Linked DNA regions of Sus scrofa: region 2 is linked to region 1. Evidence: chromatin contacts called from public Hi-C data. All regions are on one chromosome and are shown on one strand. Each heading gives the region's core, a stretch centred on a gene start, on an enhancer-like site or on the middle of the called end of the contact. The rest is flanking DNA. Distances are from core to core; before and after follow the strand shown. Region 1 overlaps MYO1D (unconventional myosin-Id). Region 2 holds the start of CDK5R1 (cyclin dependent kinase 5 regulatory subunit 1).

Region 1 (5,139 bases), core at 1,486-3,985:
GTTCTCTGTCTTCTACATCTGTCAACTTCTTTATTATCATCTTCCTCTGTTCACCAAGAGACCTTCTGCAACGTTTCTTCCACAGTGATTCTAGTTTTTGCGACACCAATTGTGTCATTTCTACATTTTCATGTTGATTTATATTCTTTAATATCTTTTCTGACTTCATTCAAATAACTGAACATTTTTGCTTCTCAGCCAGGCCCCTCTTCATCTCAATCTGTTATATCATCTTTGGTCTGTTCATGTGGAATCCATGCTTTCACAAATCTTATTCAGAATACAGCTAGTTTCTATAATGTGAAATTTCTATTTTAATCCTTTTCTGAAATATGCTTTTCTTTTTCTTTTAAGGCTGTCATCTGCATCTTTCTCACTGCTACTGGCTTTCTTTAGAGGGCTCATGACTAAGGAGACAGTTCTGGTGTTCTTGCATAAAAGGAGCATATGGATTCTTCTGGGGTCCTTCCTACAGTCCACCTGTTTGTAGTTAGAATCCGCTTCTCAGCTTTTAAGTTGGGGAGCTGACTTATGGACATAGCCTCTAGATGTGGTTTTGAAATCTTTTACTTATTATGAAGCTGCTGATCTGAGCAGGAATCCCTGCATCTTGCTTCCTTGTCAGCCTACTGACTAGGAGAGTTTGAAATTATTTCTAGTTCTTAAGTTGTTAAAAAAAAAAAAAAGTAAATGGAAAGCTGCAACCCCCAGCATACAAGATATCACTGGCTCTTCCAGCCTGTAGCCCTTTTAGTTGCTGACTGAATATCCTGAAATTCCTATTCACGTCTGTCTGCAGATGTATTACATTGCTCAGAGCTATAATCTGGCAATTGCAACGAGATGAGAGGTATTCATCCAGGCAAGGAAGCTGTAAAAGAGCTCCTCGTTCTCTTCATACAGGAGGAGGTCTAAGTTACTGTGCTTTGGTGGGCAAGGCACACACATCAGTGGGGAAGGGCTAGAAGTATCCTACGGCACCAGAGGCCCCCGCCCACCAGACTCTGCTTTCAACAATTGTTTTCAACAAGACTGCTGGGAGTCTCCTAAGTGCTAGGGATATTCTGAACACTAGGGAAACCACTGTGAATGAGAAACAAACTCCCTGCTTACATGGGACTTATATTCTAGTTGGAAAATATACAATAAATAAACAGCTAAAGATAACGATGTCAGATGGAGATGAAAGCCATGGGGAAAACCAAGCAGGGCAGGAGTCAGGGACCCCTGGGGAGGGTGAGCTGCTGTTCTCTGGAGGACGGTGGGGGCAGGCCTGAGGTGAGGAGTGAGGAGGGGTGAAGGCTGTTGCTCTCAGTGGGTCTCTGCTGTGCAACCTTTCTAACTTCCAGTACTAAGGAAAGTTGGCCTCTCTTTCTATGTTTTCACGCATCTCTCTTGGAAAACAGAGGAGGATGAATTGTGGTCACTCGCCTTTCTGCCACCATGAGTCAGAGGACCTTAATAAGTATCATTCAAAATGGCCCAACTATTCTGTTAAGGGGATGGATCATAATTTAATTAGCCCATCTTCTAGGCAGTTGATCCTTGAACAACAGAGGTTTGAACGACGTGGGTCCACTTATACATGAATTTTTTTCCCCCAGTAAATACCACAGTACCACACAACCCTTGGTTGGTTGAATCTGTGGATATGGAACTGCAGATACAGAGCTGTGACACTGGGACTTGAGCATCGCAAAGTCCCTGGTCTATCCACACTATTTTCAACTGTCTTTATTTTATGTGTGTGTGTGTGTGTGTGTGTGTGTGTGTGTGTGTGTGTATTTAATTTTATTATAGTTGATTTACAATGTTGTGTCAATTTCTGTTGTACAGCAAAGTGACCCAGTCGCACATGTGTGTGTGTGTGTGTGTGTGTGTATTATATATACTTTTTCTCACATTATCTTCCATCATGTTCCATCACAAGTGACTAGATAGAGTTCCCTGTGCTGTACAGCACGATCTCATTGCTCATCCCCTCCAAATGCAACAGTTTGCATCTACAAACCCCAAACTACATATATATTTTTATTTAAAAACATTTTTAAGGAACTATTTTATAAGAAACAAAATACCCACACACGTAAATATACTCCCAGTTTCCTGACATTCAAATACCTTTGACTTAGATATTTTCAGTTGGAATAGAAATTACTATGACTAGGAGCCAGGCAGTCAGGGAAAGCCGTCTGGGAATACGGATGGAGAGCCTGAAAGCAGGAATCCCAGTTCAGGGGCCGAGGAATGGGAGATGAGGGAGGAGCAGGAAGGCGCCAGTGATGGAGAGGACCGGGTGCAGGGGCCTTTGCAAGGCGGCCTCGCTCCTCCACCTTCACCCCCCACCCCCCGATCAGGGGGCCTCATCTCCCCTGGCCCCTGTGGCCACAGCCAAAGGCCTGCTTATCAGTCTGATTCTAGCCAGGGCTTTCGTGAGAGTTAAAAAGAACATAAGCCAACGACAAGAGAGAAGCAGGTCGAGGGCTCCGTGAAGTTCAGTAGCGGTGCTCCTTTAATCAAGCAGATATTAAAGATACGGCTTATGAAAAACAAGAAGCAGATGGCCCTGACGGCTGGCTTTCATCCATTGAAATAGAACAGGAAAAACGAGACTTTGCTGTGCCTAAGACTGGGGTTGTGCTGAGGTTTCCAGCATCCAGACAGGCAAATGTCTGGACAGCTGCTTAGGGCGGGTCCATGCTTTGAAAAAACTTAATATCGCAGCGTTGCTGGTGACTCCGTGGTTGGGGCAGCCGACAGGTGGCCATCTGTTTACCAGTGGGCAGAAAAGCTCACTACCAGCAGGTAGTCACTGCTGAGCAAGAGATCCAAACCCAAAGTCAAGTCTGCCACGTTCACAACCTCTGCAAAGCAAACTGGCCCGGGAAGCCACCGGCACAAGCAGCACAAGGAAACCTCCCGTTCGCCTCAGGTGACCTACACAGGACCCTACAGGACAGCTGTATTCCGAGAGGTTTTATTCGGGTTCATTTCAACGTCTTCAACACCCTGAGATAAATAAACCATTCGCTTAGAAAGCTCTTTCATTCTTTCCTAAACAGGAAAGGAAACTAACCAGGAATTTTGAGCCATCAATTGTCTACCTGAAAACTAGTTGCTACTTGCTTATTATTTACTTTTTTTTTTTTTTTTTTTTTTAGGGCCGCATGTGCAGCATATGGAGGTTCCCAAGCTAGGGGTCGAATTGGAGCGACAGCTGCCAGCCTACACCACAGCCACAGCGATGCCGGATCCGAGATGCGTCTGCAACCAACACCACAGCTCATGGCAACAACGGATCTTTAACCCACTAAGCGAGGCCAGGGATCAAATCTGCATCCTCATGGATAATGGGTTTGTTACTGCTGAGCCACAACAGGAACTCCCTGCTTATTATTTTTTTAAAAAAAATTCAGCTAATACTTGTATTTGTTACAAAAGGTTTGCAGTGAAAAATAAACAAATCTCCCTCCCATACCTCTTTCTTCCAGAGCAAACTCCCATCTCCCCTCTCCAGAGACAAACATCGGTACCCATTTCCTGGATATAATCTATAATATACCTAATTGTGCATGTGTGTGTATCACACACACACACACCCACCCCCACACACCCTTACAATTTTTTTTTATGGCCTCACCTGGAGCATATGGAAGTTTCCAGGGTCAAAGTGGAGCTGCAGCTGCTGGCCTACACCGCAGACACACCACCACCAGATCCAAGCTGCATCTGTGACCTCCACTATAGCTAGTGGAAATGCTGGATCCTTAACCCACTGAGCTGAACCTGCATCCTCAGAGACCATGTTGGGTTCTTAACGTGCTGAGCCACAACGGGAACTCTACCCTTGCAATTTTTAAATTTAACATGTATTTAAAATGAACAAAACAGGAGTTCCCACTGTGGGTGCAGTGGGTTAAGAATCTGACTGCAGTGGCGTGGGTCATGGCAGAGGTGTGGCACAGGTTCCAGCTGTGGTTTGGATTCGATCGATGGCCCAGGTACTTCCATACGCTGCGAGTGTGGCCCCCCGCCAATGAACAAAATACATGAAAAGCTCCGAGACATACTGCAGTAAAGAAACCTGTTTAACTTCATCAGCAAATCCCAAACATCTTTGACTTCCCTCCCTTGCTTCTTTGGTGTGAATGCAGCCAGGACCTGCTGGGTCAGGTGTTCCTGGAGGGTGTCTGCTCTGAATGGTCTGTGCTCGAGCCATGCTGGCTGTTGCATATTGTAAATGTCACTCCTTGGAATATACTTCATTAAAGGCTGTGTTCAAATGTTTTAGAAAATGTGAAATGTGTGGGTGAGTTCCTACAGAGGCAGAAATAATGGGTCCAGGTTAAGTAAAGACTGAAGGAGGTGAGAGAAAGGCTAATTTATACTTAGTTGCCTTCAGTGATTTGGTTTCAGTTTAGTATGGATGGAGCAGCCAGGAAAGGGCTGGCTTCAGCTCATGACAGAAGAGGATCATGAGAAATTCATTATGTAGAGGAGAAAGCTTTACTTTTTTTTTTAAACTAGGAAATATTTCAAACATCAGTGCATTTTTCATCTAAAAAATTTTTTTTAAAATTTTTTACACGTTAACTTTTGAGCACCTGAAATTTAGTTGCAATAACTGTTTTCATATTTGTGTCTGCTAATTCTAACTCCTTGGTCAGTTCTGGGTTGGTTCCAGTTGGATGATGGTTTTCTCCCTCAAACTGGACTGTATTTTCCTGCCTGTCTGCATGCCTGGTAATCTTTGATTGGACGTCAGGCTTTTGTCTTGTTGGGGGTGGATATTTTTGTACACGCAGTCATGAGCTCTGGTCTAGGACACAGTTAAATTACTTGGTAGCAGTTTCATCCTTTTGGGACTTGCTTTTAAGATTTATTAGGCAGGACTTGAGAGGGAGCCTACAGAGATCTCTAGGTTTCTTTTTCTGTGCACCTCTCTCTTCCCTGGTACTTTGTCCTGCCAACGTTGGCTGCCTTGGTCTCCCCCAACTCTTGTCACCATCACCTCCTTCCTGAACTCAGGGGCTTCCTGGGCTTCTCCTGGGTGTCCCCTGGGTGCACCATGGCCTGAAGGTCTCCAAAGACAGGGTGCACCCTGCTTGCCTTTCACTTCTCAGGGAGCCCTGCCCTTCA
Region 2 (5,139 bases), core at 819-3,318, 110 kb before region 1:
ATGAAGGGCTCTGAAAAAAAGCAATGCATTTTCCACTATATGGTCACCACGGTCTCCAAAACTTTGAGTTGCCACTATTGACAGAAATCTCTGGGTAGTACTTTAGCAAATTCTAGTACTTTCTGATGATGGTAGTAGCATTGTTTTGAATGACACCAGAGTTCTGTTCTGCTTAGGGCAGTAGGCAGAGCTGGCACAGGCTGTGTGCTGGAGTGGTCCGGGAGTCAGAGAATTGGATATTCTGCCACTTCCTCATCATCAGGTCCAGAGGTGGTATTTTGAATTAAGATATGGTTTAAGTCTCCTGTTTCCCCGGTTCGTGGTCCAATCTGTCAATCTCCAGAACCAAACTAAAAGTAAATGAAGAATAGCCTTTGTGACGGGTCTGGATTCTTGTTCCTTGTGAGAGGAAAGTTCTTACTAAAGCCAAAGTTTTACTCAGAATTTAATAATTTTACAGATAACCGAGTCTTCAAATGATACATGCTTAGCATGAAAAACATTTTAAGCAGTAGATCAGAGGCTGGTTGGAGAAGCAGTTGCTTCATTTGTACTTTAACAGATAAGAGGGCAAGTGGAAATTTGGAGGTCTCATTTGCGATGGGCCCATCTCTGGGGCAGCAACCAAACCAGGAGCCTCAGGGCCCTGTCCCAGGTGTGGTGTGGGGAAGCCAGTCGCTCTTTGTGGAATGCCCCAGAATTGCCTACGCCTCTGGCCTGCATTTTGGAGACCTACCCGGGCCGCGGGCAATCTCCTGGGATGGGGCAAAGGAGGTCCCCAAGGCAAAGGCACTCAAACTGCTGGGACAGCCCCCTTGGGATGCGCGTGGTACTCCGAAGGCCTCAGCAAAGGCTTCGCCTCTCCGCACTTTCCCGAGCTCCCCAGCTAACAGGGATGTTATATGGAAGAAGGCTGCTCGGGGTCCGGCCTCGGTGAACGGCTTCTCGGGAGACAGCCTCAGCCCGGACCGGCCGCGCGTCGCGAGGGCGGAGACACATCCCAGACCGTCCCCACCGCCCGCAGCTGCGGGCGCCGCGGCGGGAACAAAGGCAGCACGTGTCTGGGCGGGGCGGCGGGCGGGGTCGGACGTCGGGCCCGCCCCTCCGGAGCTCCCCACCCGCCCGAGCTCGGGTGCGCCGGGCGCCCGCGACTCTCACGCGGCGGGGCTGCTGCTGGCGCGGCCGCACTGAGCGGGCGGCGAGCCGTACGGGAGGGGGCGGCCCCGCAGGGCGGGGCGGTGCCGCGAGTACCCGCCGCCGGAGTCGGGGTCCTGGATGGGGCTCGGCGAGTAGAGGCTCCTGGGGCTCGTGTCCGCGTCGCTGCCCGTACCGCGCGCGGCTTGAGCTGAGCACGGCGGCGGCCCCCGCTCGCGGGCGAGACCAGGCCCAGCTCGGCCGGCGCGTTGGCCGCGCGCGCTCCCGAGAGCAGTCGCTGAGGTGCGCGCCGGAGCGGGCGCGGGCGCGGCGGCGGCGAAGGCGGCCGAGCGGGGGGCGGGGCCGCAGCGCCTGCAGAACCTTGGACAGAAGCTCCGGAGCCGCCGCCGCCGCCGCCGCCGGGCGCGAGCCCCGCCGAGCCCCGCCGAGCGCCGGGATCGCGGCGCGCATTGCGGAGGGCGCGGAGCGCCGGAGCCGCCTGCCTGGTAAGCCTACGCCTGGGGCCGCCCGCTGCTCCCGGGGAGCCGGGCCGGGGTCGCGGCCGCGCGCGGTGTCCAGGCAATGTCCCCGGCCGCCTCTGCCGGCGCCCAGGCCCCGGCGCTGCCATCCGGACCTCGGCGGGAGCGGGTGCCGGTGCCGCAGTGGAGCGGCCAGGCTGCGGCGCGGGGGCGCGGGCGGGGCCGTGTCGGCCGGGGAAGGCCCGGGCGCGGGTCTGGGGCGGAGGAGCGCGGCGCGAGCCCCGCCTGGCGCTGAGAACCATCTTGTTTTCCACACAGATCCGAAGGGGCGGCACGCGACCCCAGGAGCGCCCCCGCCACCCCCGGGCCGCCGCGGGCTCGGTGAGCCCTTTGCTCCCTCTGGCCGGCAGGCTGGGCGCGCAGGGGCGCGGGTCCCCGCCCGGCGCGCAGCGGCACCATGGGCACGGTGTTGTCCCTGTCCCCCAGCTACCGGAAGGCCACGCTATTTGAGGATGGCGGGGCCACGGTGGGCCACTACACGGCCGTGCAGAACAGCAAGAACGCCAAGGACAAGAACCTGAAGCGGCATTCCATCATTTCCGTGCTGCCGTGGAAGAGGATCGTGGCCGTGTCGGCCAAGAAGAAGAACTCCAAGAAGGTGCAGCCCAACAGCAGCTACCAGAACAACATCACGCATCTCAACAATGAGAACCTGAAGAAGTCGCTGTCGTGCGCCAACCTGTCCACGTTCGCCCAGCCCCCACCGGCCCAGCCGCCCGCACCCCCTGCCAGCCAGCTCTCGGGCTCCCAGACCGGGGTCTCCTCCTCCGTCAAGAAGGCCCCGCACCCTGCCGTCACCTCCGCAGGGACGCCCAAACGGGTCATTGTCCAGGCGTCCACGAGCGAGCTGCTGCGCTGCCTGGGCGAGTTTCTCTGTCGCCGGTGCTACCGCCTGAAGCACCTGTCCCCCACGGACCCTGTGCTCTGGCTGCGCAGCGTGGACCGCTCGCTGCTCCTGCAGGGCTGGCAGGACCAGGGCTTCATCACGCCGGCCAACGTGGTCTTCCTCTACATGCTGTGCAGGGATGTCATCTCCTCCGAGGTGGGCTCCGACCACGAGCTCCAGGCTGTCCTGCTGACCTGCCTGTACCTTTCCTACTCCTACATGGGCAACGAGATCTCCTACCCGCTCAAGCCCTTCCTGGTGGAGAGCTGCAAGGAGGCCTTTTGGGACCGCTGCCTCTCGGTCATCAACCTCATGAGCTCCAAGATGCTGCAGATCAACGCCGACCCCCACTACTTCACACAGGTGTTCTCCGACCTGAAGAACGAGAGTGGCCCGGAGGACAAGAAGCGCCTCCTCCTCGGGCTGGACCGGTGAGCCCGCTAGCCGGCACCATGGCTCAAGGATTCATTTTTAAAAATTTATTCTTAAATCAGAATTTGTGTACAGTATGTGTTTAGCAAAGCCACCGAGGGCCTCGCCCTTCCCACCTTCTCTCCTTGGGGTTTTCTTCAGCCCTGCCAAGAACTCCGGGCGCTTCTGAACTCCCGAACGTCGTGCAACACCCAGAAGATACATTCAGAGCCACCTCGGCCCCTCACGTCTCACTTCGGGGAATTCAAAGGACTGACCTGCCCCTGCTGCCGCCTGTGCCCTTGCTGGACCAAGGCAGGTGAGGCTGCCCGCTGCTCCCTGCACGACGGGAGCTGGCGGCGGGGGGGCCCCTGGCCAGGTGGCCCAGGGAGGAATTGGAGTTTCTAGTCGGAGGCTCTTTTCTGGCTCCTGTTTTGGGTCGTCCCTTCTCCCAGAGGCTTCTGGAGCCGGCCACCCCGACTGAGCTGCACGTGGGGCCGTGAGGCCAGATGCCCGTGTCCCTGAGATAATCTCTTCAGTGGAGGAAAAGCCGGCCTGGTGCAAGGATTCTGTCCTATTGTTTAACCATGCACGACCCTGGTTTGCTCTCTTTTCTTTTTTAGGGAGAAGGGCTTTCCTTTAGTGGAGACGTGGAACCCCCCCCCCCCACCTTGCCCCCTGCTCCCAGGCGTATTGGTAGTGTTGGTTAATGAGCTGGTTTGACTCATTCTTTCACTCTGGGTCCCAGCTAAAGGGGTGGGGTGAAGCCGGGGACGACTCCTTTCCCAGGTGAATCTCTCATTTGAATCATGCAGCTTAGTCACCCTGTGGCCAGACCAGGACAGCTCCAGGGGCCCACTGTCAACAGCCTGCCTTCTGGGCGGATGGGGTTGCCATGCCTGGGACGGAGCCAGTGCCCACATCAGGGCCAAGGCCTCTTGCTGGTGCACTTGACATTTGTCCTGCAGAGCTGCGGAGGGGGTCGGGGGGTGGGTGATGCCAGGGATCAGGGTGAGGTGGTCATGGTGTACGCCCCCCTCTTCCACACCCCCCCCGCCCCGCCCCCATTGATTTAAAGCTGTTTCCCATCGTTCAGTCTCTTCTGAAGACGAAGCCTGGCCCGGAAAGGCCCAGAGAGACAGCTGGATCTTGGAGACAATTACAAGCCAGAGCAGAACTCCTGATTGCCTGCTGATTCCACAACTGATCATTTGCAGCTGCTGGTTTGGGTGTCGGCCTTACCCCAGTGGCTGTAACAACACATGATGTGTACTTAATCAATTTTCTTTCTAATTCTCCCAGATTGGTGGCTTGGGACTTGGGAGAGGACCAAGAGAAGGGAGCAAGCTTTCCTCTGTGGCCCATCCCTCGGGCCTTGGGGAACAAAGACTGGTGAAGACGCTATGGAGAATTCTCTCTTCCAGTCCCAATCCCCCAGGGGGTGCTGGAACGGGGGGCCGGGGGAGGCAGAGGGCGGCAGAAGGCCGGTTTACGTAGGATTAGCTTCCAGGTGGCTGCCGATTTCAGCACAAGCACTACTGAAATTCACATAAAAAAGAGAAAGCTGTGAAATTGAGGTCCCGCTTTAAGAGGCCCGGGCCGAGCGCGCGGGCCCGCGGAGCTCCCGAGGAGGAGGGCCTGCCGGGGCCGGCGGGAGCGCATTGGCCCCAGCTGCGCCCGGGGCCCACGCCGAGCCCTTCCCGGGGCCGCCGGCCAGATAACCTGCCGCGGGGCTGCTGGCAGGACCTCGCCGCAGCGCCTCTTCTCCGCTGGAGCTGTCGCCTGGCGTGTCTGTGCAGATCCTGCTGCCATGTGTGACCCGAGGTAGGAGGCCCGTGGGGGCAGCGGGCCCTGGCGACACGCAAGGGGGAGGTTCGGGTGCGAGTCTCCGGAGCAGGGGCGCGGGTCCGTGGTCGCCTCTTCCCCGGGCTGCGCTGCGCCTGGACCTGTGCGAAGGCGCCGCCGCCGGATTCCAGTTTCGTGTGTTTCCCTCTCTCGCTCCGTATTTATTTTTTTAATTTTTGGAGGCGGTGCACATTTCAGGAGTGGTTGGGGACTAAGGAAAGAACTCTCTAGTTCCATCAAGGTGAAGCCTGGCGGGGTCTCCTCCCTCCCTTGCACTGGTCATCAGTATTGTGTAAAGGAACTGATATACTTGAGTGTGCAAGC

The links. Hi-C and Micro-C count contacts between places; a contact is called where the count stands out from the background.
Region 2: a Hi-C map of fetal liver shows a contact between it and region 1, with 2.6 times the contacts expected there. The contact joins the promoter of CDK5R1 here to the enhancer-like site in region 1. A contact is called at or near these places in 9 of 47 Hi-C or Micro-C datasets (alveolar macrophages, embryonic fibroblasts, epiblast stem cells and 6 more).

The regions. Positions count from the first base shown.
Region 1 is chr12:42,377,512-42,382,650 of Sscrofa11.1, reverse strand. All of the region lies in intron 21 of MYO1D (unconventional myosin-Id), which reads right to left. Among named protein-coding and RNA genes, the nearest start is that of CDK5R1, 110 kb to the left of the region's middle. Within about 2 kb of position 2,735, at least 2 of the 83 cell types and tissues checked have an H3K27ac peak or open chromatin away from gene starts, as enhancers often do. A contact at or near this core is called in fetal liver, where this site is marked.
Region 2 is chr12:42,491,342-42,496,480 of Sscrofa11.1, reverse strand. CDK5R1 (cyclin dependent kinase 5 regulatory subunit 1) reads left to right here and starts at 2,068. Exons shown (of 1, transcript NM_001101816.2): 1 at 2,068-3,089. The coding sequence starts at 2,071. The coding sequence ends at 2,994.